2 separate regions of the Mus musculus genome follow, and region 1 is linked to region 2. A link is a contact called in public Hi-C data. All regions are on one chromosome and are shown on one strand. The core of a region is the stretch at or near the end of the contact, and the rest is flanking DNA. Distances in the headings are between cores, read along the strand shown. Region 1 has its middle 65 kb from the start of 4930449C09Rik. Region 2 has its middle 20 kb from the start of Gm25702.

Region 1 (4,027 bases), core at 907-3,406, 150 kb before region 2:
GCTGTCTTACCAGGATTGTATGACAAACCGGAACTAGTTGCATCTAACATTGTGCACACTTTACTGATGACAGTTTTGGGTCTGAGACATTTGCTATCTTGCTCAAGATCACAACATAAGTGAACAGTAGACTTGAGGTTGAATCTTGATGTTCAAATTGCAAGAATGGTGCCTTTTCTATTTCTTTCAAATTCACTTTTAAAACTGAACTGATCAATGCATGTCTTCTCCTAAGATACGCATCAGTACGTTCCCTTGTTCTAGTACCAGTATCTGATAGCTTTAGACTCCCTGGAGTCTATGTATTCTGAACTTTCATGATGTCTAAACCCATCACAACAGAGTGACATTTTCTTTCACGTAGTACCCAGCTATCACAGAGCAGAGTCCATGCAAACCGCCTGCCAACAATTTGATATTGAACAGTCTGGATTTGAGAAAAGTGTGGGACTGTGGCATGCCAGCTCTTGAATGTCTCCCTTTGGTCTTCCTGACTTTTCCTTTTCTCCCAGCAATTCACCCTTTGAAACTCTATGTTCTTGATGTTGAAGGGATGGCAAGTTTAGCTATCATCTGACCTGGAAAGATGACCCTTAGGCAGAAAGATGACCTCAGGAAGATTAGGGAAATAGCTGTCTCCCACTGTGGACTCAGACTATTAGACATGAAAACCCATTGTTTCCCACCAATCCCAGACCCCCCTTGAGAAGAGCCACGTGTGTGTAATCATAGGTTCTCATATTAATTCCCCTGGGACCACAACATTCCCAGTTGGTGTACACGTAGTGCCACTACATCCTTGGACTGACAGGTACTTTGGTTCCATTTTCTGGTCTAATTCTCTGGCTGATATTTGGGTCCATCTTTCTACGATCCTCTCAACTGTTCTAACGACACAAAGTTCCATTTTGGGAGTTGTACCAGGCCACCTTGGGAAAACAAAATCTGTCTCCATTTCTCAATTGCCATTTGAGGGTCCAGCGGAAAGAACACAAATTTGAACAAACAGTATTTCATTGTATATTCAACAGAGAAACACACTCTTGTATGTCAACATTACGAGGAAGGCTGAGGATAGCTTTATAGTTTCTCTGAGGAAACGATCGTTCAGTTGGTACAAACGCTTATAGGACTTTTTATCTTACTCTTCATAGCCACTGGTCCCTGAAGAGAAGCTCTTTTATCACACTGGATTTCTCTGTTTCCCACTTGAGAACCTTAACCCCTTGGAGTAGGATCTATGCGCTTTGTAATCCAGAAGTTTTTATTCGGATACCATACTCATTTCTATCCTGGCACATGTTAGCAAGAGAAGAGTAAAAATTGTTAATTCATGGGAGAAAATAACAGCATTAATGAATGTATAGATTTACAAAGACACACATATACCATACTCATTTCTATCCTGGTACATGTTAGCAAGAGAAGAGTAAAAATTGTTAATTCATGGAGAAAATAACAACATTAATGAATGTATAGATTTACAAAGACACACATATACCATACTCATTTCTATCCTGGTACATGTTAGCAAGAGAAGAGTAAAAATTGTTAATTCATGGAGAAAATAACAGCATTAATGAATGTATAGATTTACAAAGACACACATATACCATACTCATTTCTATCCTGGTACATGTTAGCAAGAGAAGAGTAAAAATTGTTAATTCATGGGAGAAAATAACAGCATTAACGAATGTATAGATTTACAAAGGCACACATCATTGGATTGCTTTTGAACCCCATTCTCACTCCCCAGTCCTGTGCACCTAGGAGATACAGCATATAGCTTAGGTTGTTATGTATGCAAGGGGATTTAGAAGAGATCCTTTGGAGGAATGTCATATTTTAAAGATGGAGCTACTTTAAAAAAAAAAAGAGTCTCTCTGACCTTGAGTAAGCAACTTTATACACCATCTTACATGGCTGGTTTTAAATTGTCTGTTAGAGGCCACAATGGTAGCTGTTCTGCCAGGCCCTGAGACTGTTCAAGGGATGAAGCGAGATAATGCAGGTGAAGTCTTAAGTACTGGCTTAAGGGCAGCTGTGTGCGTAGTGTTTGAAAAATGTGCGCACTGGGAGCAGGAGGCTTGATTTCAAGCCTCCAGGCTGCACATCTTGAAGCTGAACTATGTTCAGGGTGAATCAAACAATTCCAAATACTGGCAGCAGGGGGCGCTCTTGCACTTTCCTTAGATTGTCCTAATCGGCTAAGAGGAGGAAACAACTTTTTGTCTCCATTTTCTAATTTAGTTCTTGGGTCCATTTGGGTGTGGAGGACAACATTGTGTCCGTTCACTGGGATGGTCCAGCCCATGAATTTCCAAAATGGCAGCAGTCTGATCTAGATTGATTTTGTTTTTATCTGTGCTTTGTGTAGGTGCCACAGACAATCTGGGTCCCTGGTCTGGCATGTAGGACAGATAGGTGCTGACCCTGTGACCTAAATTTCACAAGAAGAGTCCAGGTCAACAAAGAGTTTGATAGTTCGAGGGGCCAAACTGTCTTCTGGCTTGTTCATGATCGACCTGTGGTAGCATGGTGTGTAGCAGTAGCGGGGATATTCTGCTGTACTGTCAGGAATGAAGATGAGATGTGGAATGTGGGTCCTAGGGGGTACATCTTAAAAGCCCTAGCTAGTGTGGATGGGTCGTTATGGGACGGCATCAATGAGTAAATGAGTCCATGTTGCATCATTGCCATCTTATCATGGACACTGGAAGCCTTGAAGATAAATGAGAAAGGTGTGAGACACATATGGCATATATGGGTTTACAGAAACTCAGCTCAGGCCTCACACTCTGGTATGCTTTGTGCTGGTCTTTGATGTGTGTGTGTGTGTCAGAGTGGGGGTTAGGGGTTTCTACACCATACCCCTTTTGTTGATACTGACAATATAAAACCAAGAGGACAGTATAAGTAATTTTCCCAATGCAACTGACCAAGTTTTTTAAAAATGTGTATCATATACATATGTGTCTATATATGGCATATATGTATATATCATATATAAAATATATTTTAGACATAGTGCCAAAAGTGTGTGTGTATATACATACATATATATATATATATATATATATATATATACACATGTATATATATGTATATACACACACACACACACACACACACACATATATATATATATATATATATATATATATTCATTCAATTCTTGGATTGCAACCAATTAAGCCATTAAAGCGAGGTAAGTTGTTCCTTTAATCTGTGAATTTCATGTGAGTTTTACTAATGTCCCAATCACAAATCATGCCAAAATGAGGAGCTGAGTCCCACATTAAACTTGAGTTTCGTTAGCCTCCTTAAGCTCAGAAAAGCTTCCTGTCTTTTGCGACAATACTACCTTGGAAGGACACAGATTGAGGTATGTTGTAGACTCTTCCTCAAGCCAGTTTTCCCCACGATGCCTTGTGATCAGATTCAACTCCCGCATTTCTAGCCCCAGCATCGTGGAAGGGCTACTGTGTCTTTTCAAGCACTATGGTGGATACACATAATGCCAGCTTCCCTCATTACTGGTGATGTGAGCTATTTGCCTAAGGTCCTTTCTGCCAGGCTTCTCTGCTGCCAAGGCTCTGAATTTCCCTTTGTAGCTAATGCGTAGCCCTATTGGCAGACTCTTCCCGTGGCTGACTTCTGCCTCCCGTCACACAGCAGTACCTTGTTTGTTCTCACCTTGATGTTTCTTATATGCATTGATGATGGTGAACAGCCCAGCAAGTGCGCCTGTTTCTTCCCTTCCTCCCACTTTTGTTCTCAGTTGTACATGGCAAGGAAAACCAATTCCTTCTTTCATATTTCTCCCAGAAAAAAAATCCTCTTTATAAGAGTTCACATCCTTGAGCACACATGATAGGAGCTGGTAGCCAGGCCTTAAAATTATGCTCTTTAGCCTTATGGACTAGTAGCATTTTTCACATTTGTGCAGTGTACCAGACAACACGTAAGTACTATGTCCTTTTGTTGCAAACAAGGAAACCGAGGCTCAGAAAACGCACCTCCT
Region 2 (3,870 bases), core at 1,242-3,741:
GACTGCTCTTCCGAAGGTCCTGAGTTCAAATCCCAGCAACCACATGGTGGCTCACAACCATCTGTAACAAGATCTGGTGCCCTCTTCTGGAGTGTCTGAAGACAGCTACAGTGTACTTTCATTAAATAAATAAATAAATAAATAAATAAATAAATAAATCTTTAAAAAAAAAACCTACGTATTGCATACAGTGTGGCACATTTAGTGAAATAATATATGGTAGATGAAAGATGGGTATTTCTTTTGTTCTCCTAAATTTATAATAGGAGTATTTTGTTGTGTTATTAAAATTGTTTCTTAACTGTTTTAAAATTTTCATAAAAATTTGTTGAATAAATATTAGCCATTTAAAAATTGTTTGGAATACTTTATTTACAACATTTAGTATTATAAACTGCTAACTAGAGGGCATTTTGATGTAAATAGTTTTTTCTATAGCTTATGTATGAGCTATATAAACATTAAATTTGGGCCAAAGGTCACTTGTATTTTAAAACTCAGCCCTCAACCCTTAGGTAATTTTTTTTTCATCTTATAGCCAGCCTTGAAAACCATAGCTATATCTTTTATGATCTTGACCATTGCACAGCTTCAGAGGGACCACATAAGGCCACACAGTTCCACATGAGATTTATTGTCAAGATGACAGTGTAAAGAGAAGGGGGAAAGAGGGATGGAGGAAGGGAGGGAGAAGGGGAAGGGGAAGGGGAGGGAGAGGGAGAGAGGGAGAGGGGGAGGGGGAAGGAGAGGGAGAGAAGGAGAGGGAGAGGGATAGAGATAGAGATCAGGGGGCCTTTCTTTATATGTGGATGATGACATAATCACAGGTAAATCTGGGAGGTGAGCCAAATGGATTCTGGGAATAGGATGGCTGTTGCCTTGGCAACAGGTGTACTGGTCCCACCTACGTGATATCTCGGGTTTCTGAGATCCTGATACCAACAATATCACAGGCTGTGAGACTATTACACTATGAAAACATATGCAGAGCATTTATGGTAGCTCTTAAGACATAGCGCCCAGGAAATGCCATTTTATGAATTCTATGCTCTGAAAAGTAGTGTGGCTTTTACACTGCTTTTAAACTAATCTAACTGGACAAAGCAATGTTACTTTAATTTTAACTTGTATCCCTCTGACAAAAGGGAGAGTGTACTTTTCATTGTCTTTTATTTTTTATTTTCATTGTTTTATTTACATACCAAATGTTGCCCCCCTTCCCACATCCCCCTCCAAGAGTTCTTCACCCCAGCACCCCTCCCCTTTGCCTCTGAGAGGGTGTTGCCTACTTCACCCCTCACCTGGCTTCCCTCATCCCCTTTCCTTGGAACATCAATTCTCTACATGGTTAGTTACATCCTCTCCCACTGAGGCCAGACAAGGCAGTCCTCTGCTATATATGTACTATGGATCGTAGACCAGCCTATGTACGCTCTTTGATTGGTGGCTTAGTCTCTGGATGTTTGGGTGAGAACTTATACAAACATTTCATGGATTTGAAATTTATATTTATTTAGCTACCAAGGCTTTATGGGTTTACTTGATTGACTCTAAGCTGCTTTTTAATATATGAACCCATGGAGATGTTGTTAGTTGTGATAACTTAACCCCCCCCCCACCCACACACAGAATATAGTTTAGACTTAGAAAGTCTAAGATAATTTAAAACTTACAGGAGATCACAACTAGAAGGAAACAACATTAATGCACTAAGTTTTGATTTCCAGAGGCTAGCTGAAGTTTCAAAGCACTGAGGACCTCACTGTGGTCAGTCAGTTTCTTCCCTGGGTCATGTTTCACTCTTGCTTCTGCTACTTCATTAATCAGCCTTGCTATTCTACCTCAGAAGGGGAATAAAGGGACTTTTCTTATCACATTGTGGTTTGAACACACAAGGTTTACCTAGATGTTTCTCTTTTACATAGGTTCCCAGGGATAAGTCTGCGGAAGTCTATTCTAATAAGGCAGTTGAGATGGTCCCTTGTCACATGTGAAAACTCATGTCCACCAAGTCTTACATTCCCTCCCTGCTGTCTCCAGGACAGAGATCTGCAATGCTACCATCAATGATAGGAGAAGAACGGCGCTGAGACTGAAAGCCTAGAATAAAGTCGGGCTCAAGTTTAAAGACTGTACTTTGGAGTTAGAATGGCTGGGATTCAAGTCCTGGTCTGTCTTGCTCTAAGCTCTTTGTCCTCCAGGGCTGCAGGCAGGCACAAGTCCGGCTCACTATCTTTACTTTCCATTTTACAAGGATGTTGTGAGGAATCTGTAGCTTTAGATAAACCTACCATTTATCTATAAACAAAGAAACAGACATTCTACAGAAAATCCAGAGCAATTTCTGTGCACCAGGCACAGAGTCACACATGAGAAGAGAGGCTGATCTTTCTCTGTTGAAAAGCTGGTTGAAGGGGTAGGAGACCAGTGATGTAATTGTGCTGCTTACTCCTTGTGATGGGGGAAGAACAATGAACTGTGACAATGGATGGGAAATGGGAAGTCAGTGGGGCCTGACCTTTCAAGAATAGGACCCAGGGAGGAAATTGAGTATCCTCTGTGCTGCTGAGTCGCTAAATCTTTTAATAGAGCCATATTCTAGGAAAGAGCATTAGAGTGGGGAAGTTCAACTGGGACCCTGAAGCATTTCAGCAGTAGGTTTGGAAAGCAGTGATTCTTTGCTTTTGTGGCAGATTGTGACAGCACAGGCTGCACGATCTATCTCTTCTCCTTGGAAGGCTTTTCCTCTTTCTCTTGCCATCGCCATATAGTCACGTGTAACATTAAGAATTTACTACACACTGGACACAGGAAGGTAGCACTCTAAATTGATTCATTCACTGAAGATACACTTACTCTGTACTGACTGCATCCCAGGCATTGTTCAGTTGAGGATGCAGCAGAGAGAACAAAGAGAGAAATAGAAGGGAGAGAGATGATAGATAGATATGTGGATGATTGATGAGTATTTCTATTATCGTTGTGTGTATTGCTCAGAAACTCAAACTGTCACATGTATAAATAAGTAAATAAGATAAAACATTACACTTATTAATGCTTTCTTTTATATTAAGACAAAGATCAACGATGTGTTACATGATCACAGAGGACACCATTGCATTTATGCATTACAATTCATTTAACCACTGCCTTACTGTTGGAGAGGGAAAAGAAAATTTTCTTTTGTTTGTTTCTTGTCACCATAGACCATGCTGTATTCAATATGCCTATATTTCTTTGCACACACTGGGGTCTTTATTGTCACATGACATGCCATCATTTGTATTCCACAAGTCCTGGCCCTGAAAAGGAGTTATATTTATTTCCCATTGAAGGCTTAAATGGCTTCTTTGCATTTTGAACTATCTCTGTATACTCCCAGATGTAACAACTACTTTTAAAAAACGTAATTTATTTAAGACAACACTTCATTTACATATCTGTTTGACATGCTTAGAGTTCTAAGGGGCAAAGTGCTTTCCCCTGCCCTAGAGCCTGTTTATTCAATATCACTGACTTCATTGCTACCATCAGCAGTATCAGAATGTAAATCTATCTGACAATTCTTGTGGAGTTTTTGCTACTATATTGTAGATAACTGCATCTTATACTATGTCTGGTTGCTCTTGGGATGTAGGAAAATCTTCAATCTCACTGGAGCCTCTTATTTTGACAGTAGAACACTTTAGTGGATATTTTGAAGGTTTCTGGTTATACGAACATAGTTGTGATCTAGGCCAATAGTGCTAATCTTGCCCCTTTTCCTTTGAGCTTTGCATTTTGTTCTTCTGCCAATGATGTCCTTATCAGAGATAAGCAGTTGGGCAGAGTAGCACCGAATTAGTGTAACTGTGGGAAGGTTGTGAAGTC

The links. A called contact is a pair of places that touch in the nucleus more often than the background predicts.
Region 1: a Hi-C map of bone marrow-derived macrophages shows a contact between it and region 2, with 5 times the contacts expected there. The contact joins two enhancer-like sites. A contact is called at or near these places in 10 of 484 Hi-C or Micro-C datasets (the Ba/F3 cell line, ECoMG myeloid progenitors, the G1E-ER4 cell line and 6 more) and 1 of 115 datasets of contacts at active chromatin or transcription factors (the HPC-7 cell line).

What each region holds. Positions count from the first base shown.
Region 1 is chr15:63,650,875-63,654,901 of GRCm38.p6, reverse strand. No RefSeq gene overlaps it. Among named protein-coding and RNA genes, the nearest start is that of 4930449C09Rik, 65 kb to the left of the region's middle. Within about 2 kb of position 2,156, at least 38 of the 459 cell types and tissues checked have an H3K27ac peak or open chromatin away from gene starts, as enhancers often do. A contact at or near this core is called in the Ba/F3 cell line, the G1E-ER4 cell line and bone marrow-derived macrophages, where this site is marked.
Region 2 is chr15:63,499,267-63,503,136 of GRCm38.p6, reverse strand. No RefSeq gene overlaps it. Among named protein-coding and RNA genes, the nearest start is that of Gm25702, 20 kb to the right of the region's middle. Within about 2 kb of position 2,491, at least 12 of the 459 cell types and tissues checked have an H3K27ac peak or open chromatin away from gene starts, as enhancers often do. A contact at or near this core is called in the Ba/F3 cell line, the G1E-ER4 cell line and bone marrow-derived macrophages, where this site is marked.